7 separate regions of the Mus musculus genome follow, and regions 1, 2, 3, 4, 5 and 6 are each linked to region 7. Evidence: chromatin contacts called from public HiChIP or PLAC-seq and promoter capture Hi-C data. All regions are on one chromosome and are shown on one strand. The core of a region is the stretch at or near the end of the contact, and the rest is flanking DNA. Distances in the headings are between cores, read along the strand shown.

What was found. Promoter capture Hi-C pulls out the DNA fragments that hold promoters and counts their contacts. HiChIP or PLAC-seq counts read pairs in DNA pulled down with a chosen protein or histone mark.
Region 1: a contact with region 7 is called in an H3K27ac HiChIP or PLAC-seq map of epiblast stem cells, with 2.8 times the contacts expected there. The contact joins the promoter of Hexim2 here to the promoter of Adam11 in region 7. A contact is called at or near these places in 1 of 39 promoter capture datasets (stem cell-derived epiblast-like cells), 1 of 484 Hi-C or Micro-C datasets (embryonic stem cells) and 2 of 115 datasets of contacts at active chromatin or transcription factors (embryonic stem cells and epiblast stem cells).
Region 2: a contact with region 7 is called in a promoter capture Hi-C map of stem cell-derived epiblast-like cells, with 3 times the contacts expected there. The contact joins the promoter of Fmnl1 here to the promoter of Adam11 in region 7. A contact is called at or near these places in 3 of 39 promoter capture datasets (embryonic stem cells, hippocampal neurons and stem cell-derived epiblast-like cells), 1 of 15 datasets of contacts at CTCF or cohesin (embryonic stem cells), 7 of 484 Hi-C or Micro-C datasets (the G1E-ER4 cell line, the HL-1 cell line, the N1E-115 cell line and 2 more), 5 of 115 datasets of contacts at active chromatin or transcription factors (embryonic stem cells, large pre-B cells and pancreatic cancer cells) and 1 of 9 other capture datasets (embryonic stem cells).
Region 3: a contact with region 7 is called in an H3K4me3 HiChIP or PLAC-seq map of embryonic limb bud, with 2.8 times the contacts expected there. The contact joins the promoter of Fam171a2 here to the promoter of Adam11 in region 7. A contact is called at or near these places in 1 of 39 promoter capture datasets (hippocampal neurons), 2 of 115 datasets of contacts at active chromatin or transcription factors (embryonic limb bud and pancreatic cancer cells) and 1 of 9 other capture datasets (liver).
Region 4: a promoter capture Hi-C map of stem cell-derived epiblast-like cells shows a contact between it and region 7, with 5 times the contacts expected there. The contact joins the promoter of Nmt1 here to the promoter of Adam11 in region 7. A contact is called at or near these places in 14 of 39 promoter capture datasets (the 3T3-L1 cell line, 3T3-L1-derived adipocytes, the HPC-7 cell line and 9 more), 1 of 484 Hi-C or Micro-C datasets (the N1E-115 cell line), 11 of 115 datasets of contacts at active chromatin or transcription factors (the SCID.adh cell line, embryonic basal ganglia, embryonic stem cells and 4 more) and 3 of 9 other capture datasets (embryonic stem cells, liver and pancreatic islet).
Region 5: an H3K4me3 HiChIP or PLAC-seq map of embryonic stem cells shows a contact between it and region 7, with 3 times the contacts expected there. The contact joins the enhancer-like site here to the promoter of Adam11 in region 7. A contact is called at or near these places in 3 of 39 promoter capture datasets (cranial neural crest, embryonic stem cells and stem cell-derived epiblast-like cells), 1 of 484 Hi-C or Micro-C datasets (embryonic stem cells) and 2 of 115 datasets of contacts at active chromatin or transcription factors (embryonic stem cells and stem cell-derived neural progenitor cells).
Region 6: a contact with region 7 is called in an HNF4G HiChIP or PLAC-seq map of pancreatic cancer cells. The contact joins the promoter of Bloodlinc here to the promoter of Adam11 in region 7. A contact is called at or near these places in 1 of 115 datasets of contacts at active chromatin or transcription factors (pancreatic cancer cells) and 1 of 9 other capture datasets (liver).

Annotation. Positions count from the first base shown.
Region 1 is chr11:103,131,531-103,134,798 of GRCm38.p6, forward strand. Hexim2 (hexamethylene bis-acetamide inducible 2) reads left to right here and starts at 1,829. Exons shown (of 3, transcript NM_027658.2): 1 at 1,829-1,927; 2 at 2,505-2,611. The coding sequence starts at 2,549.
Region 2 is chr11:103,169,218-103,172,706 of GRCm38.p6, forward strand. It overlaps Fmnl1 (formin-like 1), which reads left to right and starts at 1,921. Exons shown (of 26, transcript NM_001077698.1): 1 at 1,921-2,224. The coding sequence starts at 2,096. Gm51919 (a long non-coding RNA gene) reads right to left here and starts at 1,359. Exons shown (of 3, transcript XR_003949776.1): 1 at 937-1,359.
Region 3 is chr11:102,445,921-102,449,017 of GRCm38.p6, forward strand. Fam171a2 (family with sequence similarity 171, member A2) reads right to left here and starts at 1,743. Exons shown (of 8, transcript NM_199200.2): 1 at 1,478-1,743. The coding sequence starts at 1,595.
Region 4 is chr11:103,026,744-103,030,180 of GRCm38.p6, forward strand. It overlaps Nmt1 (N-myristoyltransferase 1), which reads left to right and starts at 1,800. Exons shown (of 12, transcript NM_008707.4): 1 at 1,800-1,959. The coding sequence starts at 1,829. It also overlaps a transcript of Dcakd not described here.
Region 5 is chr11:103,229,444-103,232,471 of GRCm38.p6, forward strand. It overlaps Map3k14 (mitogen-activated protein kinase kinase kinase 14), which reads right to left. Exons shown (of 16, transcript NM_016896.3): 7 at 1,914-2,043; 8 at 1,589-1,720; 9 at 889-993. All of the region lies in intron 2 of Gm34823 (a long non-coding RNA gene), which reads left to right. Among named protein-coding and RNA genes, the nearest start is that of Gm34823, 12 kb to the left of the region's middle. Within about 2 kb of position 1,513, at least 10 of the 459 cell types and tissues checked have an H3K27ac peak or open chromatin away from gene starts, as enhancers often do. A contact at or near this core is called in embryonic stem cells, where this site is marked.
Region 6 is chr11:102,375,622-102,378,692 of GRCm38.p6, forward strand. Bloodlinc (Bloodlinc, erythroid developmental long intergenic non-protein coding transcript) reads right to left here and starts at 1,399. Exons shown (of 3, transcript NR_131196.1): 1 at 1,182-1,399; 2 at 682-800; 3 at 1-269. Gm34253 (predicted gene, 34253) reads left to right here. Exons shown (of 3, transcript NR_166821.1): 2 at 2,150-2,321; 3 at 3,055-3,071.
Region 7 is chr11:102,759,605-102,762,868 of GRCm38.p6, forward strand. Adam11 (a disintegrin and metallopeptidase domain 11) reads left to right here and starts at 1,831. Exons shown (of 27, transcript NM_009613.3): 1 at 1,831-2,080; 2 at 2,544-2,728. The coding sequence starts at 2,017.

The DNA of each region.
Region 1 (3,268 bases), core at 579-3,078, 370 kb after region 7:
ACTACAAAGCTATCATTTGAAGGTGTAGTCTGGAAATCTTTAAGAAACAAGTTCAGTAAGAGAGCCTTTTAAATGCTGGCAGTGCTATAATGTTAGGTTGTAAGTTTATTCGAGGTCTCCCCTATATCCTATATAACACATAAAGTAGATCAAAACTGCCATTTCTACTTAAGTACTTTCTGCATCTACAGAAGAGATGGCTTCAGTAACAATGAGACAGTGGCACAGAAAATACTCTTTTTAGTTTGTGGAACAAGACTTTAAATGGGACATGGTGTAGGCTTACAAAAAAAAAAAAAAAAAAAATCACATCGGAATTAACTCCCTTTGCCCTTGTAGCACAGCCTCTTCGCCCCTAAGTTACGGCTCAGATTTCAAAATGCAAGCAGATGTTTTTGAAGTACCCGAAATGGGCCACTCCGTTTCTATTACTGGACTGTAGTGACTGAAATTATTTTCTTTCCCCCAACCCTTCAAAGGGCATAACCCCATCCCTTTGGCGTGAAATTTTGAAGTGGGGCGACACACTTCAGGAGTTTCCAAAAGCGGATGCTGACGTTCGAGGTCAGGCCATTGGGAGAGTCGGGGCTCGATGGGAGAAATCTTGAGGGCAAGAGAGCTCAGAAATTTCCAAGCGCTAAGCTCGAGCTTTCCACGTGCCCAGATCTAGTTGGTCCCAGGGGGAGTTGGTGGCTGTTATAGAAGTTAGAGGGTTGTTGCTTTTCGCAGCCCTGAGAAGTGGGATGGACACGGTGTATGGGGGTGGGGAGGCGGGTGCAATCCGGCCGGGCAACCTCGGAGCCTCCAGCTCACTAGCACTGCTCAGGGCATGCGGCCAGAGTTGCAACCTCGGCCCGTCCCTGCGAGCCAGGGTCTCCAACTGGCGTCGCGCCCACCTCGTCCTTCAGATGGGGGTCCGGCTACGCCGGGCCTGGCCGCCATACCCGGGATGAATGGGGGTGACGAGAGGCCTTGGGCAGACCTCGGCCTCAGGATCACGTCCCGGTGGAAGCACAGCAGAGGGGAAGCCGTCTTACTGGCCTCTCCTCTGCTGGGATCCCGGGAAATACGCGGTAATTACCCCAAAAGGCCGCTCTCAAAGGCGAGGCGGAGAGGCTGCCGGGACGGTTTGAGGACTGGGCTCGGCCGGGGAGACGCCAACCTTCACCCTTCCCAGCCCCCGACCCAACTCCCCGCCGTCTCCCGGCGCCGCCACTTCAGGCAGCCCACTCGGCCCGGCCTCTCCCCGCGCCCGGACCACCCCCCATGGGGTGCTCTCACTGCGCAGCGAGTCCCTCCGCTGCCTCCTCCCAGCCCAAAATGGCGGCGGCGGCGGCGGCCCCCGAGCTGCTCGTCGCCTTCCTCAAGGCTAGGGAATCCCTCCGCGCGCAAGCCCCGCCCCCGCGACCGGATCTCTATTTCTCCCTGGTAAAGCCTAACGCCATCAATGAACTCTTTAATTGAGCTCTGACAGGGCGGGTCCAGTTGTGCTTCCGCACAGCTAGTTGTTGACAAAAGTCGGGAGACTGGCAGACAAGCGACCCAATCAAAGAAGAGATCGGTGAGCGCGGGACGTTCACGCAAAGGCAAATAGGTTTTTTTTTTTTTTTTTTTTTTTTTTTTTTTTTTTTTTTTTTTTTTTGGCGTTCCTGGGCATGGTTGTTGACGTAATGGGAGCTTGAAAGTATCCTGGGCAGCTTTCCTAGGGTGGAAGAACTACAACCCCCAGCAGCCATTGCGCTGCCAGGCTGTCCTCTTCGCCCCTCCACCTCCCCCCCCCCCCATCTTAGGGCTTTAGCGGCTTGGCCAGAGCTGCTGCTACTGCAGCAAGAGATAGGGCAGAGGCGTTGAGACTCTCATGGACAGGCGGTCGCACAGAAAGACACACAGAGGTAGTGGTGTACACTAAGCCCTTGACAGCAAATAGGTCAGTCCCACCTTCGTTAAATCTCCCTGCCAGGACTTTTCCCTCCTCCAAGAACTCCATTTTTACTCCCATTGAATTTTTTTTCTTCTTCTTTCTGTCAGCTGCATGTAGTTTGAAGACTTCTTCCCTTTAGCTCCCCGTTCCTTGAGACAGGAGAGAAGCCGTCCAGGCCCTGTAGACAAAAAGACTTCAACCATAGGCTCTGACCAGGTCCCAACCTAGAGAGATTGAAGGTGGTCAAGATAGGGGCTTCCAGGAGCTACAGACCCACCCTCTCCACAGCATCCCCCAAGCAGTGTCCTTTCTGGGTGACAGAGCTCAGGCCTACCCTCCTAACTGCCAGCCTGTCTTTACTTATTAGGAGAGCAGAGGCCCAGGGCCTCTGCTCTCCCACTTGGTCCCTTGCTGGCTAGCAATGTGAAGACTAGAGTATGGAAACAGCCTTCCGAGTCTTCACTTGAAAGTGAAGGCCATGCAGGTCTGGGGCCACAAAATGGCTGCTGCTGCTGTGACAAAACAATTCCTGACCAACCAGCTTCTGCCTAAGGACTTAGGTTTCTGTTGTTGTTCAAAGCAGGTGACAGTAGTTAAAGACATCATCTGCTGCAAGAGTAGGAGAAGATGGCCACTGTGAACCATACCAACTGCAACACAGCGTCACCAGCTGCTCTGGAGGAGGCCAAGGTAAGTACCCACCCTCCCAGCCACCTGAAAGCCCTAAACGTGGGGTCAGATAGCTGAAATCCTAGGGCTTTTGTTGTTTTGTCTTGTTGGTTGGTTGGTAGATTTAGAAAACCAGTATTTTATTTTATTTTCGTTTGTTTGAGACCTTGAGGGGGGAGGTGGGGGGGGGTGTCTTTCTGTGTATCCCCAGCTGGCCTCGAACTTGCAACAACGTTCTTCTTCAGCCTTCCAAGGGCTAAAATTACAGCCTGCACCACCACACCCAGCTAGAAAGCCAGTGTTTTAAATGAGTCTGTACTGTGCTCTGGGAAGTAGGCCAGAATGTGATTCAATGATGGCTCATGAATTCCTAAAAGCCCTTCAAGGTAGATGTTATTTCCAGTGGACAGAAGCTGAGGTTGGAGAGCTGCACTACCTTTTCCAGAATCAGGCAGCCTGTGAGGAACAAAATTCCACCTTACATTTAGGGTCTTCTGATAACAGTACCTTGTCTCTCAATGACAAGTGACCTCAAGGACAAATAACTTGGTTAGAGATTTTGCACTTAAAAAAAAATTTATTTTTTCCGGGCTGAGAACCAAGAATGAGTCAAGACAAGAGATTTCGGTGTACAGGTTGACAGGCAGGGCAGGAAAACCTCAGAGGAGAGGGAGAAAG
Region 2 (3,489 bases), core at 671-3,170, 410 kb after region 7:
GATGGGCAGAGGAGGCATGGGCACTGACCCCACAAGTACTTCAATGCAGATACCCTCCCTCCCAGCTTCTGAATCCGTTCCTTGCTAGGCTGTGTCCAAGGTTAGGGACACCTTAAGAGTCCCAGAAGCCCCATCAGTAAGCAGACAGCTGGGCACACAGCTGGGGCTCGAAGGAAACATTTGTTGATGAATTGAAAGAGACAGCTATGGAAGAATCAGGAAGTACAGTCTTTAATAAATAAACAAAAATCTCTCAACTACTAATCTCAGGCAAGGCCCAAGGTCAAGGCTAAGGAAGATGGAGGTAGGCATAGGGCAGGTACCCTTCCTATAGGCTCCAGGAGACCCTGTTTCCACCCACCCTGGAAGTCCTTGCTCAGGACATGAAATGAGACTATCTCTCCCATGGTGACAGGGGCGATGGTGAACTTGGCAGGAGGAAGGCTTTAATCAGGTCAAGCTGGGGAGCGTGCAGGTTTGTGTCTGGTTTTCCTCATAATTAGATAATTAATTTCCCAGTTCCTGCTGAATCCTTTGTCAGTGGCTTTGAGTATGAACTAGAGAGGTGGGAATGACCTAGAGTAGCCATTTAGAGCCCCTGGGCTGGCACAGAGAAAGTTCAAGGCTCCCTCAGTGTAGGGCACCTCACCCCATGGACTGGCAGAACAGGGAGGGGCTGACTCAAGAGCCCCACAGATTAAGTGGGAGAATTAGAGGTGTTAATTCAGGATGGAGTTCGAGCCCCGGTTATGAAGGCCTACCCCTTCTCCACTCTCCTACCCTAAATAAGAAGAGTCCGAGGCTATAGATTTTTGGATATGAACAGAGAGGCTCGTTTCTGCCCTAATTATCTGTGTGGCCTTGGACAAGACCCCTTGCTACAGCTACGGAAAGGCCCCTTGTTACCGTTACAGAAACAAGGACATCCATACCTACCTTTGCTGGTCACTATCACAGAAATCTTTCTGTAACTATCAGATAGCCAAGATTGTCATTCTTCAGCCAGCCTAGGTCCCTCATGGTGACAGTGTCAAGATTTTCCACCCATCTGAGGTGCCTGTTCCTCCCCCAGCCTAGCAGCTGCCTTTAACCCTTCTTAGTGCCCTACTTCTCCTTGGCACCACCACAGTGATCTCCAGGTTCGCCAACCTCATTTTTCCACGAGTGCCCCCAGTCTAAAACTGCTGAAGATGCTGGCACAGTCACATCTGGTCAGGTCTCAATTGACCTATGTCATTGTCCTCCAACCTGTTTGCAGATAATTCCCTCTGGTCCTCAGATCATCTCTGGGCCCAACGGAGGAGAGACACAGAGGTGGGGGGCCTGGAAGGGGGTTCCCATCTTCTTAGTTGGGGACCCCAAAGGGGGACCCCCAGCAGCAATTACGCCCACCAACCGCACCTCAGCGCCACCTTAGGTTTCTAAGGCGCGCGCGGATTGGTTGGACAATCTTCCGCCCGGGGGTCTGCCTCCTCCAGGCTCGGGCCTAGGGACCCCCCTACTGCCGGGCTTAGGGTGGAGAGCTGCGGTTCTAGGACCCGGAGGCGCCGGGCGAGCGCGCCGCTGTGTTCTCGGCCTCGCCTGGGTCGGCTCCGGCTCGGGCAGGTGCATCGGCGGCCGCCCCCTCCGCCGCAGGTGCACTGCTCGGCAGCCCCCAGCCGGCGCGCCATGGCTGCGGAGGACCCCCGGCCGTCGCCCGCGCCCGCCCCCTCCCTGCAGCCCGCCCCCCTGGGGCCGGGTGCGCGGCGGAGAACTGCGGTTTGCGCGCACCGGGAGCGGCAGCAGAAGTTCGAAAATCGCCGAGGGGGGAGCCCGCGCCGCAGCTTCCTGCCCCCGGCCCAGCCCTCTGGCCCCGGCCGCCTGCAACCCTACTTCCTCCCCGAGCCTCGGTCGCCGCCCGCTCCCTCGGACGGGGCCGCCGCGATGGGACGCCGCGCCCCGGCCCCTGCACGCCGCTGAGCCGAGAGCCACCTAGCCAAGCCTCGCCACACAGCGCTGCCCTTCGCTTCCAGGCTCCCGGAGCCTAGTCCGCGACCCCCAGGGAAAACTGGATCTCCGAGGCTGGAGGCGCCTGGCCGGCTGGGTGGGGACCACCATGGGCAACGCGGCTGGCAGCGCCGAACAGCCCGCGGGCCCCACCGCGTCGCCCCCGAAGCAGCCAGCCGTCCCCAAGCAACCAATGCCGGCGGCCGGGGAGCTGGAGGAGAGGTTCACGCGGGTCTTGGTGAGTGTGACCTGATGCGCACCAGGAGCCAGGGATGACAGGGGCTCCGCATGCGTCCCCGCCTCTTGGGACTCAGGTGCGGCTTGGAGATCCCTGGTCCACCTGCTGTCCCTCCAGAGGGGTAGGAGTAACACTGTCATCTTTCAGAGTGACTTGGCACCCCCCCCCCCAAGAAACTTTCTTTAGCCCCCTCCAGGAAGCTTTCTTAAGAGACCCCCCCATCGACCCCCTTCCTATGCTCCTAGTTCTAAAGGTGTCAAAAATGTCTCATAAGGTTGAGTTCCAAACGCGCCCCAGGTGGGAGGGGGCTGGCGCCCACTTTTCCACTGCACGCAGGCCCAGCGGCTGGGTGCAAGTCTGGAGCGCTTTGCCCTTCTGCGTCTCAGGGTCAAAGAGGAAAGGGGTTATAATTTAACCTTCTGGAAGCTGTAGACCTAGTGGAGCCTTCAGTCCTGGGTTGTTCTGGTGTCTGGCGTAGGAGTTGGACTCTTAGACCCTCCACTTGTATTTATCACCCCCACCATGTCCCGGAATGGGTGTTTGCAGTCATTCCCTCATCATGGACCACCCCCAACCACTGAAAGGAGTAAGCTTAGGAAGGGTGGGGCCAGGATAGGCTGGTCATTCTGGCTTGGAGTGGAACAGAAATCTGGAAGGCTCCCCTCCCTCTTGGCTGTCACTTGCTTGGGAAACTGGGGCAGGCAAGGGTGGGTTAGGATGGAGTAGCAGCTGAAGTCTGGGCCTCTGGGAGGGAGCCATCAACTCATCAACTCTGAGCATGGAGTTAAGTGGTTCAAAGTGTTTCTGATAGGGTGGGCTGTGCAGGCATTGGGAGGCAGAAGTAGGGGAGGGGAAAGGCCAGTCTTTTTCACTTCCTCCTCTTCACCCCAGCACTCTTTCCTGCTGTCTTCTGTAGGTGGCTGCCCAGTGGCATCCCTGTTAGGCATCCCTGGCTGGACACCGGGTGACAGTGGGGAAGGCTGGGCTGTTTCCTAGAGGCATTTTCCAGTCTCAGTAGGCTGATGTTGCAGGTCTGAGGATGGGAGTCCAGAGGAGGCTCACTCTGGATGCAAAGAAGTGCTGACCCTCTGTCCTCCACACCTCCTGGATAGCATTTCCTCTCTCTGGCAAGCGAGCGAGTCAGTAGGCCTGACTTGCTAGATCCTTTGCATGGTCTCAAAGGGGCAACAGTTCCTGAGAATCCTGGCTTCGGAAGGAGAGGAGGAGCTTGGGGGGACCTCTGAGATGGGGCGGGGTCTCTCCTT
Region 3 (3,097 bases), core at 493-2,992, 310 kb before region 7:
CAAGCTGGGAGGTGGGGCAGGTGTCTAGCAGACTCCTTTCCCTGCTTCCCCACAGCCTGGGCTCCCCGCCAGCTGCCTGAGAGAGCCCCTTATTCTGGCTGTATTCCAGCCAATTCCCTGGGCCCTTCCTCCCTCCCCTGGGCCTTGGAGGAGGAGAAGCTTCTTAGCTTGGGCCTCTTCTCTGGGAGATTAGGGGAGACTGAGGCACAGGAAGATCCCTCCCCACCCTCAAAGCTTGGCATTCCATACAGTATCTGCATCTCTCCACTTGGCTAGCCCTGCCTTGTTCCAGGAGGAAATCCGACCTCCTTCCTTCATCCGGACCCTACTTCCCTCAACCAGACCCCCGCCTTCCGCCTTTCCTGCTAGCTTCTGGTGTGTGTGTGTGTGGGGGGGGGGTGGCATAAGGAGCAAAGAACACTGTTTCAGGATGGAACCGCAGGCAGGGAAGGAAGAGCAATTGTGGGGTGGTGGCGCAGGAACCAGAAAGGTGGGAGAGGGAAGCAGGGATGAGGAGAAGAGAGGCCCAGAGCACCCACGAGTGAGCTGTGGAGTCAGGGTGTCCAGCTCCCAATGCAGGGGCCAGCTCTACCTTCACCTCACACACCCATGTGGGCCAGGTTAGGCGTTAGGAGGGTCAGGGTCTCCTTTGGGGGCGGGGGAATGAGTGAAATGAAGAAGGGAAGCTGGTAGAAGAGAGTAGTAGCAAGAGACAGGCTGGACAAGGACCCAGACACCTGCCCTCTCAGCTGGTACTGCCCACAGCTAGCCAGCCAGCTCAGCATGGCTCCGTGACCACAGCCCTGCCATGCGCCTTGAGCCGGGAATCACAATAACGCCTGTACTCGCCCCCCCCCTTCCAAATGCATCCCCTCCCTCTAGCATGAGCTGATCAGTGTTTATTCGGTGAGCCCCAAATTCTAAACCTGGGGGGGGATTGGCTAGAAGCTGTCAGGCTCCTGGGTGAAAACCCCATTCGAGCAGTCAATCCCGCCTACAGCCTCACCCACTCCCCCTCTCCCCTCCCCCCTCGCAGCCCAGCTCTAAGCTCCCAGCCCCAGTCCGGCCAGGGTGGCAGCCGATGTCTGCGCCCCCACCCAGCCTGGGTCGCAGCTAGGGACCCGCGGGGGGCTGCGGAGCCGGCGCCCGCCCCAGCCCGCCCCTGGGCGGGTGTCTTCCGCAGACAATAGCTCTGGCTGCAGTGCCTCGCGGACCAGGAGGGAGAAAAACAAGTCGGAGGAGGCGGCAGCGCCGAGCCTGGAGACCCTCGCCCTCTCCATTGTGTCTCCCCAAGACCCCCGCAGCAAACAGTCCCCCAATCTCTCCCCCAGAAGCACCGATCTCAGGTCGCCTTCCCCCCGCCATCCTGGGAGCAGAATGCATCCCAAGTCACTAGCACCGTGAAGAGGGGGCCAGCGGTGGCAGCCGATCACAGGGTACAGGCCCACGATCGCCGCCCCTCGAGGCCGATACTCACCCTGCGGGCTGGGGGGCTCCGGCGGAGACTTGCCGGGAGCCCGGGAGGCGCCGCCGAGCAGCAGCCCCAGCAGCGGCAGCAGCCGCGCGAGGACGCCGGGGCCACTCGGCGGCGGCATCGCGGGGCTCGGCCGGGCCCTAGCGGTCCATCGTTGCCGCCCGGCCCTGATCGGCCGGCCCCGCTCAGCCCCAGTTCTGCACCGCTCTGTGCAGCTCCGGGTTGGGCTCCCGCTCCGGCTGCGGCGCCCGCTCGGCGCGATTGTCTCTGCCCGGAGCGGCCGCCAGCGCCCCCTGCAGTCGACACCCGGCACGGCGGGCCAGCGGGCACCGCCCCCTCGAGGCCCGGCTCTGCCTGCAGCCCACCCGGCAGCCCCCACCCGGTAACCCAAGATTCCAGACAGCAATGGAGTGCAGCGATTAGGGGGCAATTACCCGGGTTGGGGTTGGAGAGCTCTTGAGATGTGGTGTAAAATTGAGGGGTAGGAGAATGGCTATTGCCTACTCCTAAGGGCTGTAGTTGGAAAGAGTGAGAATTTTCTTCTCCCACACCGAGAGCTCCGTAGTGTTGAGGAGGCTGCGGTCTCCATCCAACATTGGGAAGCTGACCTGTGGTCATGTCAGCCTCCTCCCCCGCCCCCCATGACTTCCATTCAGAAACAGGCAAGACAAGTTCCTTACAGCCTTCTTAGCCTCTCTTGCTTTAAAGAGGATGGTCTGAAGTTCAGAATGACCTCGAACTCATGGCCCTTTTCCTGCCTCCGCTTCCAGAGTGTTGGGATTTCAAATGCAAGCCGCTATATTCAGCCTCACTTATCCTTTAAAGTGACAATCATAATAATCTCTACCTAGTAACGTGGTTGAGATACCAAGGTGTGTGTGAGGGGTGGTTCGGGGTGATGGTGGAGGAATGCCAGGCACCTTTTATCCCAACAGGAAGAGCTCTGTGAGTTCAAGGCCACTTTGCTCTACATAGCCAGTTCCTGGTCCTCTGACACAAGTCTGACAGGTGCACCGGTGCAGTAAGTGGTGCTATTGTTGGCCGGGGAGGGGCTTGCCTCCCTTGGAGTAATAAGACCTCCTTCTGGAGGAGACATCTGGCTAGAGAGGTTTTGTAGAAGTGGAAGCAGACGCCTCCCCCCACAAAAGAATCCCATTGGTTCCGGCATCCTGATTGACAAACTGGATCTTCCTTCGCTGAACCCCATGTTTGAAGACAAGCTCCCAAACAACCTTTCTCTCCTTATCGTTTCTGGCTGTCACTATCCCTTAGCTTCTGTTTTGCGTCGTTCTCTCTGCCCAGTCACCTCTTCAGCACAGCCTGCTACCCAGGAGACCTATGACAAGGATGGCTTCCCCTAGGGGACGCAGCAGGCTTCCCTCTGACTAAGTCTCTCTACTTAAGGGGGCAAAGTCACCAGGTCTTTCCCTTCATCCCTTCCTTTCCTCTTTCCCTCTTTTCCTTCTTTCTTTCTCCTCCCCTCATTTCCATCTGTTTCCTCTTCCTCCTCCTTCTTCTCACCGCCCCCGCCCCCCACCTCAGACCCTGGAGTAGCCAGCCAAGGGTAGAGGGGATTGCACGCAGCATCTCTTCCTTTTTAATAGAGATTTCCGTGTAACCATA
Region 4 (3,437 bases), core at 550-3,049, 270 kb after region 7:
TATGCTGGAGGTAGTAGTGCATAGTGAACTCAGGGCCTTATGCATGCTAGGCATGTCCTCTACCAGGAAGCCCTAATGCGAATATGGTCAGCTGAGCCCAAGTGGGCAGCTTTGACTGCTTTCTGAAATCAAACAGAAATGACCAAGGAGTGTTTGCATCTTTGGAGTCTTACTTCTCTGGGCCTGCCGCTCAAGTAAGATGAGTTGGCTATATTTAGCTCTGCAGTTTCTTTTTTGTTGTTGTTGCTCTTGTTGTTTTCTGTGAGTCAGAAAAGGAATTGCTTCTTCCCTTGTTCAGTTTTACCAAGGCAAAGGTCATTTCCCTTTTCGGCCTTGCAGCTCTCTGATGGTAAGACCCAGTCTTTCACCACCCAGCATACTCAGCACAAATAGGAAGGCTCTAAGCCCTTGTCTTTGGGCAATCTTCTCAGGATTATGATTAGACTAGCTAGTTACAGGACAAAGCCCAGAGGGACAGAAGCATTTAGGCAATTCTAAGATAGATGCTGCATTTACCTGGCTATAACTGATTCGTCCTTGGAAGTTGCCTGGATCCAACAGTGTGACTGGTGTGACGGTGAAGCCTTACAGAGGGCACAGAGTAGGTAGATACAGATTTATAGACAGATTTTGCCGCCTACAAACAATGTACCAACTTTTCTGGAACAGTCTTTTCATCTGTGAAAAAGGAATAATAATGGCATAACACATTCTAAGCTTGTTAAAATTATAGGAATTCAGGTACAAAAAGTCTTACGCCAGAGCCTGGCGTGTAAGTGCTCATTAAAGTCTTGTGTTGGGAGTAGGGGAGCTCGTGAGGCCTCAACCCCAGACTAAGAACTACAGGCAATTAAGGAAGGCTAAAAATGGGGGAGGAAATAGTTCTTCCCAGGCACACCAGCCCTGAAATCATTTGCATACAACATTATGCTTACTGAACGGGCTATATTTATATATTTAGGAAAACACACACACACCCATATGTAACAACAACTAAAGAAAAAGAGGCCATGAATTTGAGAGCAAGGTGGGGTGTATATGGGAGGGGTTAGAGGAAGGAAAGGGGAAGTGGGGAAATGGTGTAATTATCATAATCTTAAAAAAAAAGACTTGTTATGGAAGGCTCTAGAGGAGAATCAAAGGGAAATGTGAAGAAGAGCGCAGTGCAAAATTAGAAGCCAAGAAATGGTAAGCCTCCCCTGCAAGCAATCAAGTCTTTGGCTCGGGGGCAGTGTTCCACACACCTCAATGCACTGCCTCTCGGTTTTAGATTTCCAAAGACCCAGGTCTCCCTAAAGGCTGGAGTAGGGAAGGCAGCCGAGAGCAAACCTATAGGAAAGTCCTCTGTAAGGGCATTTGAGCTCCTGGAGAATCGCAGCCATGAACCTCAGTGTCTTTCACTTACCCAGGAATGGTAACGGTCCTTAACGTTAGCCGATAACGGCTCATCTGTGGCCTGTTGATTACCAAGGGCGGCCTGAAAACCTTGGACTTTGCAAGCCCTTTACTTGCGAAACTCTAATTCAACATGGAACTGCAACTCCCAGCGTGCCCCGCGACCACCCTATAAGGCGTACAGCGCCCTTCGTCTCAGAGGGCGGCCGAACCTAGGGGCTTCCGGAATTGCTGCCCGCTCCTCCCAAGGCAGCGTCCCTTCATGATTTCTGGGTTTTGTAGTCCACATCGGTACAGTTTTTTGAAAACAAGCCACCCTTAGTGGCAGATTTCTTCACACAAACTACAAAACCCAGAATACAGCGCGTACTTCCTCTGTCCAATAGGAGCCCTCCATGTAGCGGGGCGCGGAGTCCGGCTCTCGCAACCCAAGATGGCGGATGAGAGTGAGACAGCAGTGAAGCTGCCGGCACCTTCGTTGCCACTGATGATGGAAGGGAATGGAAACGGCCATGAGCACTGCAGCGATTGCGAGAACGAGGAGGACAACAGCCACAACAGGAGGTAACGAGATCATCGTAGCCCAATTCCTGTCCGGTCTCCCACAAGCTGGGTATCTGGGGTGCGGGGAAGTCACCGGGAGCTTAGTCTAACCCCACCCCCATGTTCTTATTGGCTAAGCCATTGAGATCCTACCTAGCGATTGGTTTTTGTCTTTGTCACTTACCAGGATGGGTGCTCAGATATTAAGGGTCGGAGACATGCAATACTTTTATTATATAAAAGTTCTGTTTAGTGTACCACTCCCTTGCTTTAGGCACGATGGGGGAAAAGAACATTTTGAACGGTAGATTTCAGTAGTACAATGCAGAGCAATCTAGAAGCTGCGGTTCAGAAGGAACGTTACTTATAAAGGTGTATGAGAAACGTGACTAGCCATAAACTAATAATAAAACATTTCGTTGTAGTTCACGCTCAATGAGGAAATTCACTAGGCTATACAAGCCATGCATATAATTATGTTGTAAAATATAACTGCCAGACAAGTCCGAAATATAAACTCACTATGATCCTATGTTATTAGTGATGTGATGTTTTGATTTATTCAGTGTCTGTTGCCTCAAATAATCGGTGAAGAGTCAATTTCATTGTACCTTCACTTTGTTAATTTAGTGAAGGGCCTCAAAGCTTCAATAAACTGATGTTGCTTCTTGGAGAACATGTGGTATTTGTGGGGTACTACTGCACGTCTTGTACTTTAGGGTCTCCCTGGGGTTTTTTGTTCGTTATGTTTTGCCTTTTTAGACAGGTTCTACTGTGTAGCTATGGCTGGCCTGGGGCATACAATGTAGAACAGATTGACTCCAAACTTGGGGTGATGTTCTTGTCTCTCGGGTATGGGGATTAGTACTGTTACAGGTCACTGTGTAGGTCAGGGTCTTACTATAAGTAATTTCAGTCTTTTGTTAGTAGAGAAGAAGAAATGGGCCAGATATTTGAGAATTTGTATTTGTCTTTGTTTTTCCAATCAGTACATCAGTAAGCCAGTCACGAAAAATGATGTATTTAAGTTCATATTATTTTCCTGCTGCTCTAACGCCCCCACCCAATATGTATGTATGTATGTATGTATGTATACATATGTATATTTTTGTGTAGAGACTTGTGGGTGTGTGATTGAGTGGTTGTTTGTTGTTGTTGTTGTTTTTTGTTTTTGTTTTGTTTTGTTTTGTTTTTTGAGACAGGGTTTCTCTGTGTAGCCCTGGCTGTCTTGTAGACCAGGCTGGCTTCGAACTCAGAGATCCACCTGACTCTGCCTCCCAAGTGCTGAGATTAAAGGCGTGTGCCACCACTGCCTGGTGGTAGTTTGGTTTTTATAGCCAGATTTTGTTATAGCCAACTTGCCATTAGCTGTAGCCGGCAGCTCTTAGCTTCCCCCTAGCCCCAGTTAAAGTTGAGATGAAGATAGAAGTTTGTAACCTTTGGCTACACTCTATTTATTCCTCTGTCTTAAAGATGGCTGAGCAAAGGATTAAATGATC
Region 5 (3,028 bases), core at 263-2,762, 470 kb after region 7:
GGGCAGGCAGGGGTCAGAGGGGAGTGGAGGGGAGTGGAGGTATAGGTGAGAGCAAGGTAAAAGCACGCGCGCGTGCACGTGCTTGGACATGTCCTAGTCGTTTAATAGACAAAATGAAGAAGGGATCAGAACACCAGCCTTAATACTAACACTGAAGCAGGAGGATTGTGTCTCTGAAGCCAGCCTGTACCACACAGTTAGACCATGTCTCATACAAAAAGAAAAAGAAAAAAAAAAGAATGAACAACAAATGGCTGAGAGTGGTTCACAGGCTAAGAGCACTGGCTGCTCTTCCAGAGGGCCTGAATCCAATTCCCAGCAACCACATGATGGCTCACAACCATTTGTAATGGAATCTGGTGCCCTCTTCTGGCCTTCAGTCATACATGCAGGCAGAATACTATATACATAATAAATAATTTTTGTTTTTTAAATAACAACAAAGTGCATAAAAAAAACAAGGAAGTAAAAAAATAATGAATTTTAGCTGGAGATAGTATACTTTTAAACCCTAGCACTCAGGAGGCAGAGGCCGGCCGATCTACATGAATTTGAGGACAGCCTGGTCTATATATGGAATTCTAGGTCAGCCAGTACTACTACAAGGCCTGGACCTACTGCAGGACCTTTGGCCTTTTGGGCCTTGCTGTGTAAGGTCACATGGTCATGGGGCACCTGGCTGGCACCTGTTGCTGTGTCTGTGCACAGCGAGCACCCTGTAATGACCCTGTAATGACCCTGTAATGGTGGCTGTGAGGATGATTAGTTCTACCTGGGGACGGAGAGTGGCCACAGCATTTACCCCACATGGAAAGCACCGTGGTGGGAGGCTAACGCTGAGTGACAGCTACCGGTACTATGATTGTGAGGTAGAGAATGAGGCGTTACCTGTGAGCAAGGATTTCCCTAGGCCGTCAGGTTGCAGGCACAAGGCGTGGCCAAAGTCGCAGAGGGCCGCTCGGCTTCCATCACTGGACAGGAGCACGTTGTCAGCTGCAGGCAGCCCCGGGGCAAAGAGCAAGAGGGGGAACAGGTCAGCCACACCGGGCTCCAGGCCCCAGCCCACCCTCGCCTGGCTTGACTTGACCTGGCTTCTAGTCAGACAACTTTCTGGCTGGTCCTACACTGCTGTTTCTCATTGGTCTTGTTAGGGAGAGCAGTGTGTGTGCGCGAGCATGTGTGCGAGCGTGTGTGTGTTTGTGTGTGTGTGTGTGTGTGTTTGTGTGTGTGTGTGTGTGTGTGCGCGCGCGCGCACATGCGCGTGTTTTGGTGGTGGCTAGCTGAGGCTGGAGGCAGACAGCAGGCAGCATCTGGAGCAGCATCTCTTAGAACACCACTTTCCCAGAGTGCTCTCTCTGCCGCCCCACCCTCTCCCAGAGGTCGTCAGTTGGCAGGAGTTTAGCCTTCAGTTTTCTGTGAGCACCAGCGCAGGAGACTCACAGTGCTAGACGCAGGGCCTAGAGAGATCACCCCGACCCACGAGGCACGGCCCTGTCAGCTGACTCAGGCGTCTACCGTGAAGACAAGCAGGCAGGCCACAGCTGAGGGGGCGCCTGCTGGGATCAGGACATGGTGACTAGGGCCTTACCTTTGACATCGCCATGCAGAATCCTGCGTGTGTGGAGGTACTCCAGCCCCTCCAGGGCCTGGCCCAGGTAGTAAAGGGCTCGGTCTTCTGGCAGACAGCCCATTTGCTTTATGAGCTGACCCAGCGAGCCACCTAGGGAAAGAACAGTCAGTCTTAGTGGGGCTTTCCCAGGCCTACACGCAGGCCGAGGGCAAGAGCGAAGGGCAGGTGAGGTAAGGGAGCAGGGCTAAGAGGTCCGACGTGGCCTGAGAGGCAAGGGTCTAAGTGGGGGTTACCTCTTGGCCTTGAACCTTGAGAGGGATAAAGACGGGACCTGTCTCCTCACCTTCTAGCAGTTCCATGAAGATGTTCACCCACGGGCCTTCTCTCACAGCTCCATAGAGAGGGACGATTCTGGGCGAGCTCAGACCAGCACAGGCCACTAGTTCCTCTACCCGAAACACCTCGAGTCGTACCTGAAAGACCCAGAGGCCCCTGTGTCAGGGTGAGGGGTGCGGGCTGGGGAACCCTTGGAATTCTATGCATAGAAGCTAACAATGCTCTCAGTGGTGGTGCCCAGGCCCAGTGGGACCAGCCCTTGGGAAATGAGCATAACCCATGTATAGTCCCCTGGTGTCAGGTATCAGGGCCACAGTGCTGACTGCATGAAAAACAGTCACACAGAAACATTTCTTTCTTTCCAGACTCCTGGAATTCTCTCCACCCTCAATCTGCAAACACATTCTGTACCCCAGCTCTCTGGGGGAAAATCTCTAGGCCACGAGGTCTTGTGAACCCTGCCTACCCTGTACCTGCTACAGGCCCCATCATGTATCTTAGGTTGGCTTTGAACTTCCAGTCCGCCTCAGCGTAGCAAGTGCTGGGATAATAAGGATGTGCTGCGATGCCTGACTCTGTGAGGAGTCGCTGCACCAGTGGTTCTCAACCTGTGGGTCCCAACCTGAGGGCTGAGTGACCCTTTTACAGGGGTCAATTTATTATGATTCATAATATCAAATTACAGTTAGGAAACAATGATGAAAATAATTTTATGGTTGGGGGTGGTCACCACATGAGGAACTGTATTAAAGGACCATAGCATTGGAGGTGGGCACGCCTTTAATCCCAGCACTCGGGAGGCAGAGACAGGAGGATTTCTGAGTTCGAGGCCAGCCTGGTCTACAGAGTGAGTTCCAGGACAGCCAGGGCTATACAGAGAAACCCTGTCTCGAAAAACAAAAAAAACAAAAAACAAAAAAAACCCAAACAAACAAACAAAAAAAACCCAACAACAACAACAAAAAAAACCAAACCAAACCAAACCAAAAACCCCCCAAATTAAATTAATTGTGTGTATGTGTGTTTAGAGTGCATGCATGTGTTCTGTGTGTGTGAGGAGGGCAGAAGGTTCCAGATCTCCTAAAACTAGAGTCCAGGAGGTTGTGAGTAGCCATGTGGGAG
Region 6 (3,071 bases), core at 149-2,648, 380 kb before region 7:
GCCTCAGTTGGTGGTGGTGGTGGCAGGCACGCCCCGCTGACCCTCAGACCAGTAGCTCTTGCTGCCTTTGCTCAGGGAAGTGGAGGTACGCTCAGGCGGGCGCTCAACAAAATCCTCTCGATCTTGAGCTCCTGAGCCCAGGCAGTGGAGTGTCTCAAACTGGAGCCCTGAGCTGTGCCCATCTCAATCGCAGCTGGTGGGTCGGGTCTGGGGAACCCTCGAAGGTGAAACCTCAACTCCGTTCCTTCAGTCCCTGTGCCTCCGTCTTTCTGTAGGTGAAGGAGAGAGCAAACGGACAGGGCTCAGTGACTCAGCTGTCCCTGGAAAGGCGAAGGGCGAAGGGCGGAGAGAAAAGGAGGCCTCCAGGTCCAAACTCCCCTCCCTTCAGGCGCTCAGCTTGTTTGTTTTTGAACAGACCTTAGGGCAGCCAATCAGAGCTGAGGCCCCGGGCTTGTGCCTTTCCCCGCTGACTGCAACTCCTGGTTCCTGGCCAGTGAAGCTGGGGAAGGTAGGGTTCCTGGGTGGGGAGTAGGATAATGACTACGGGGTGCTCCTCTTTGGGGTCCCAATCCTGTCAGCTACCCAATCTCTTGAGGTGTCTTGTTTTAGAGGCAAAGTGCTGAGTCTGATGACAGCCTGGCAGAAGACAGAGGACGTGGTATCCAGCCTGAGCCTCCTCACCATAGGCTCAGAAAACAGGCTGAAGGCTTGTTTAGCTTCCACTCTTGTGACAGGAATTGGTTCCTTTATCCATCCAGGTGTCAGTCAGCAAGCGTTTGCTTTACTCATGCTGATGAGTGCTAGGAGCCACAGAAAGAGACACAAAAGCACAAAAGCCAAGCTAAGACTGGGTGGGGGAGAGTGGGGTAAACATACAGACGCTCAGAGTCCCTGGGGACCTCCACGACATAAAGTCCTGCAACATTTTGGTGGCAAAACTCCCAAGAGTGAACCGGGATTCCCTCCTGTGATTCAGCAGAGATGTAAACAGCTTACTAAAGGCGCTCAGTCAGCCACTGAGCACAGCTCACCAGCCTGGAGGCTCTCTTTCCCAGTGCAGATGGGAGAGCCCAGAGAACAGCTGTCAAGGACTACCGGGACCTGCTCCGTACAGACCTTCCACCTCCTCTCCCAGCCTAGCCTAGTCTTGGGGGAATGGACCCCCATGTATGCACACTCACCCAGGCTCATCCCTGCTGGAGGCTCCCACTAACTATGGCAGCACCCAGAGATGCTCTCTAACCTAGTCCCAAACGGAGGAAGTGAAAGTGCTGGGAGCAAGTGAATTCTATATCCTTAGAGAAAAAAGAAAGTCAGGATGGAGTCTGGAGAGATAGCTCAGCAGCTAAGAGCACCGGGATCCAGCACCCACATGACAGCTCACACCTATCTACAACTCCAGTTCCAGGGCTTCTGGCACTCTTACACAGACATCCATACAGTTTCCTGGGCAGCCAGGACTACATAGAGATAGACTCTGTCTCAAAAAAAAAAAAAAAGAAAGAAAGAAAGAAAGAAAGAGAAAAGAAAGAAAAGAAAATCTATGGTTTATTAATTTATAAGGTGAATAAAGTGGACAAGAAATCAAGTTCAAGGGAGTCGAATTGAGAACTCTCTCTCCTCTCAAATTTGTAAGAGGAAATATTGACGCGAGTAAATGTTCTCCCCTCCCCCAACCTTGAAAACTCCTTGGTAATTACACCACCTGGCCTCCAGGGGGCTCATGCTGTTTACTGCCCCTAAAGAAGCCCGCGAAGAAGGTCCAGTCTATCCCGTGGAAACAACTTTCTGCTCTGCTCATAGCCTAGCACCCCATAAAGGCACTCGCTGAACTTGCTCGCTTCTAACGAAGCTGCTGACTTCAACCCTTTCTCTCCACACTATGTTTAACCTACTCACCACCAGGTTCTGCACACACCCACGCTGCCCAGCTCCTCATTCGTTGTAGCATTTGACACAGGCGGCGCTCAGCTCTTGGGAATGTCTGCTTTGTGGCCCCCATACCATATTATCATCTCCATCTATTTAGCGTTCTCATTTTCCTCTTATCACCTCCCCACATCACTCCACCAAGTTCATCTTTCCTAATCTATCTTCGCCAGCCATTCTGCTCACTCATAACCTGGCCTTCTTCAATGTCCTTTCTCAGCTGACTGGTCCACGCATGTGGGTCAAACTAGCACCGGCAAGTGTATGTAGGACTCCCGCTTTCCTTAGCCGATTACTGCCAATGCCCATTGACTTCCATGTATGTACCCGGAGGATCTTCTGGCCGCAGTTGGCTGCAGTTGGAGCTTGTCGTTTCCGGTGGCTGTAAGTAGGTCAGTGTTTACCTCCCCGCCCTATAACCAAGAATTTCTCTCTTTATTGTTCCTTCCTTCCTTTAACAGGTTTGTATGATTGGCACAGGCCACCACATGTCGGGAATGCTCAGTTAGTGTTTGTAGAATGTGCTGCAAAGTAATGAAGATACAGAACAGAGGCTCAATTGGTAAAGCGTTTGCCTTGCAAGTACAAGGATCTGAGTTCAAGACCCAGAATCCATGTTTCTCAGAAAAATGGGAATGGTGGTGTATGTTTGTAATCCTAGCATGGGGAGACAGAGAGAGGCAGATTCACGGGGCTTGCTGGTCGTACAGCCTAGCCTTCTTGGCAAGTTCTAGGTCAGTGAAAACCCCTGCTTCCTCTCAGGAAAAAAAAAAAAAAAATGGCTGGAGCCAGGAGTGGTGGCACATGCCTTTAATCCCAGCATTCGGGAGGCAGAGGCAGGTGGATCTCTGAGTTCGAAGCCAGCCTGGTCTACAAAGTGAGCTCCAGGACAGCCAGGGCTACACAGAGAAACCCTGTCTCAAAAAACCAAAAAAAAAAAAAAAAAAAAAAAATGGCTGGAGCATGAAGAATAGCATTCAGAGTTATCATCAGAAAAAGAGGGCAGTTCTCAGTAGCTGTAATGAGGGCAGGCTAAACAATAAAATTGAAGATAAAATTACAAAAAAACAATGTAGTCAGTTGATCTCAATTTAAGATCACAATTGGTGTTATTTTCTATTCCAGCATCTGGTAGCACTTCA
Region 7 (3,264 bases), core at 581-3,080:
GAGACTGCAGCAGCTTAGGTTCTGGACCCTGGAATCAGACTAGATATATGGAGAGACCCAGACTCCAGCCCCAGGGCTGTCCACTGTCAAGAGGCCCCACTTAGCCTGTCTGAAGGCATTACCTGCTCAGGGCTTGCCAATGGGTCATGGCACCTAACACAGAATGGTGGGATGGACAGTCACCCCGAGATCTGGAATACCAAGAGGCTTAGAAGTGTAGGAATCAGATGTAGCAGTCACCTCTGGCCCTACAGAGAAAGCAGCAGAGGTGGGGACAGGTCTGACCGGTGAGCAGTGGGGCCTCTCATTTAGCAGCTTGGGGACATAGAGTTCTGTCAAATGGGGAGCAGCGCAATCTTGCCCTCCTGAGGAACTAAGTCTCAAGGGAATACCACACAGGGGGCCCTCATACCGGAAGCCGCTTCACCCAAGCATCCCTGAGGTTTGCAAGATGCTTCCAGAGTGGAGGAAGAATTTACTTGGTTTTGCTCAACATCTGGGGCTGGCTGGAGTGGCAGGTGGTTGGGGATGGGGGGGAAGTCACCTCATTCCCAACATTGATGTCAGCGCCTCCCGGGAAATCGCCTTCTCACCTCTCCCGGGGCCTAAAATAGAGCTGGGGGATGGGGGTGCTGTCACAAGCTAGAGGCAGCTCCCCAGTCCCCAGCAGAGGCCCTGAGGGAGCAGGGGACCCAGGAAGGGGTTCCCTGCATCCACTCAGTGACCTGTGGTTCCAAAGTATTGGTATAAAAAAACCCACTGTGGTCTGGGAGATCAGGATGGGGCCTAGCTGTTGTCACATGACCATACATACTCAGTCCCCAGAGGAGCGTCACTAACCAGAGACATGGCCCGGTGTCATGGACCGGTGTCATGCCCCACATGTCCAGTCCAGAGACATCTCAGTTAGGTATTGGGGTATTAAGACCTCACTGAGAGGCCAAAATCCCAGGCCCTCTCACTGGGTTTATCATGCCCAAGAAGCCCAGGAACTGGGTTGAAGGGTCAACTGGGACAGCTAAGCTTGTGGTCACGTGTATTTCTGACTATAGACCAATCTGGAGGGCTCTACGGAACTTCTACCCCTTAAGATTGGGACATGGGAGAGAAATGGAGCATGTTGGCCTTATATAAACGACCCAGGTAGTTTGTGTTTGGTTTAGGGAGAAGGACTGAGGTGCCCCACGAGCTCAGGAGCCCTGAAAGGGAGTCAGGAACCTCTTTGTTAAGAGAAAGCAGCCTAGGAAACAGGGTTTAGATTCCCGGTGTAGGACTGCTGCAGTGACCTCTGCCTTGGATGATCTAGGGATCCTGGAGGGAGCACTGAGGAGTGAGTGAGTGTGTGTGTGTGTGTGTGTGTGTGTGTGTGTGTGTGTGTGTGTGTAATGGTGTTCAACAGGACCTCTGCCCTCCCTGACACCGTGCCCTGCGTTCCCAAGTGCCCAACCTTCCACCAGCAGAGGCCTCAGGGCTGGGGGTACTCCATTCAAGAGTAGTAAGTCCTGGAGGTGAGCTTGGGCCATCAGCCACGCCCCACATCCAATTTCCCAGATGGGACATCAGAGTCAGACCTCAGGGACCCTCTTCACCTGCCACCCTCCACCTGCCAATCTAGTGGTTGCAACTCCTTATGCAAAGGGGTGGCTGCGGAGGGGTCGCAGGATGGGTGCACCTGCCAAGGGAGTGCCCTGAAGAGGGGGTCTTCAGCCGGTGCCCCTTTTGTCCTACCGCAGTGGTGGCCTGGGCCCCGGCTAGGGGGTGGGGGGCGGGCCCAAAGCTCACGTGCTTTGCCGCTCGCCTCTTAACCCGGCCCCGCCGCCCCGCCGGGATGGCCGCGGCCAGAGCGCACTGAGCCCGGCGCCGCTCTCTCGCGACCCCCGCCCGGCCCGCGCGCCCGCCCCGCTCGCCGCCGGCGTCGCCCGCCCCCGCCCTCCTCCCTCCCTTTCTCGCTCCCTCCCTCCCTCCCCGCGCCGCTCGCAGCCGCAGCCCCCGGACCCGGAGGATTATGAGCGAACCATGAGGCGGCTGCGGCGCTGGGCGATCGCGGCTCTGCTGCTGTTACCGCTTCTCCCCCCGCCCGGTGAGTGACCCCAGCCGCCTGGCCCCTGCCCCCGCGCCCCTGGCCGGTCCGCGCCCCAGGCGTTTGCAGCGGTTTCTGCTGCAGCCACATTTTCCTGCAGAGCTCCGGGTGACAGCCGGTCCCGAGCTCGGGAGGGTAGGGGAGTGGGAGAGAAGGGAAGGTGCTTCCACCCACCTGTCCGGATCCGGCCAGCCCTACCGCGGCCATCCCCTGCAGCTGGCCGGCGGACTCTGCAGGTCTCTGCGGGCTTGGGGGGGGGGGGCAGTCGTGACTGTTGGGCAGAAGGAAGCTCTCAGCCCCCACCCCGTGGGGTTCTTCCCTCAGCAAGGCAGCCAGATCCTCCCACCCATATGCCCACTGGGCTCCAAGGGCCGCGATCGAGTGGGAGCTGGAGCCTGCCCCCCTCCCAAGTCTCCTGCCCCAGGGAGGGCATCTGCCTGCAGCTATGGCCTTGTCTCCTCAGGTCTTGGGGCCCTGGGTCCCAGAGGAGCTCTGCACTGGAGGAGCTCAGCCCATGTGGGGAGCCCAGAGAGTCCAGAGGGCTCTGAGGTCACAGAGCCCAGCCGGCTGGTAAGGCAGAGCTCCGGGGGAGAGGTCCGAAAGCCACAGTTGGACACCAGGGTCCGCCAGGATCCGCCCAGGGGGACGGTGAGTGAGGCTGGGGGTGAGGCCAGGGGACTGGAGCAGGCCTCACAGCCCACAACAGTCCGCCAAGTAGGCAGGGTTAGGTGCCACCCGCTGAGGTCGCACCTTACCGCAGCTTCCCTTTCTGTGTAATGGGCCATCAGGTGGGGCTGGTGCCCAACAGTAAGAACACCGGGACTCTCCAGCTCCGGGACTATCCAGCTCCGGGCCCCTCCCCTGCCGTGCACACCAGTAGACACTGGCATGCTCCGGTTTCAGTTTGCTTGGGTCATCCTTCAACCACCTCCCACTGCCCACCAGAAACAGTGGTTCTGCCTAAAACAGGTCTTGAGGGACAGGATAGCACCCTGCAGTCAGGGATTCATGCTCTGATGACCCACCAAAGGCACCCCTCAGTGGACTTTTCTTGGAACAGCGTGATGTTTACTCCTGCCTCAGTTTCCCCGCTGTGCACACACAGGCTTATCCTTCTTGCCCTAGCTGAAGTTGGGGCCTTGCAGAATGACCTGAGGCCCAGGATTCATCTTCAAATTGCCAGC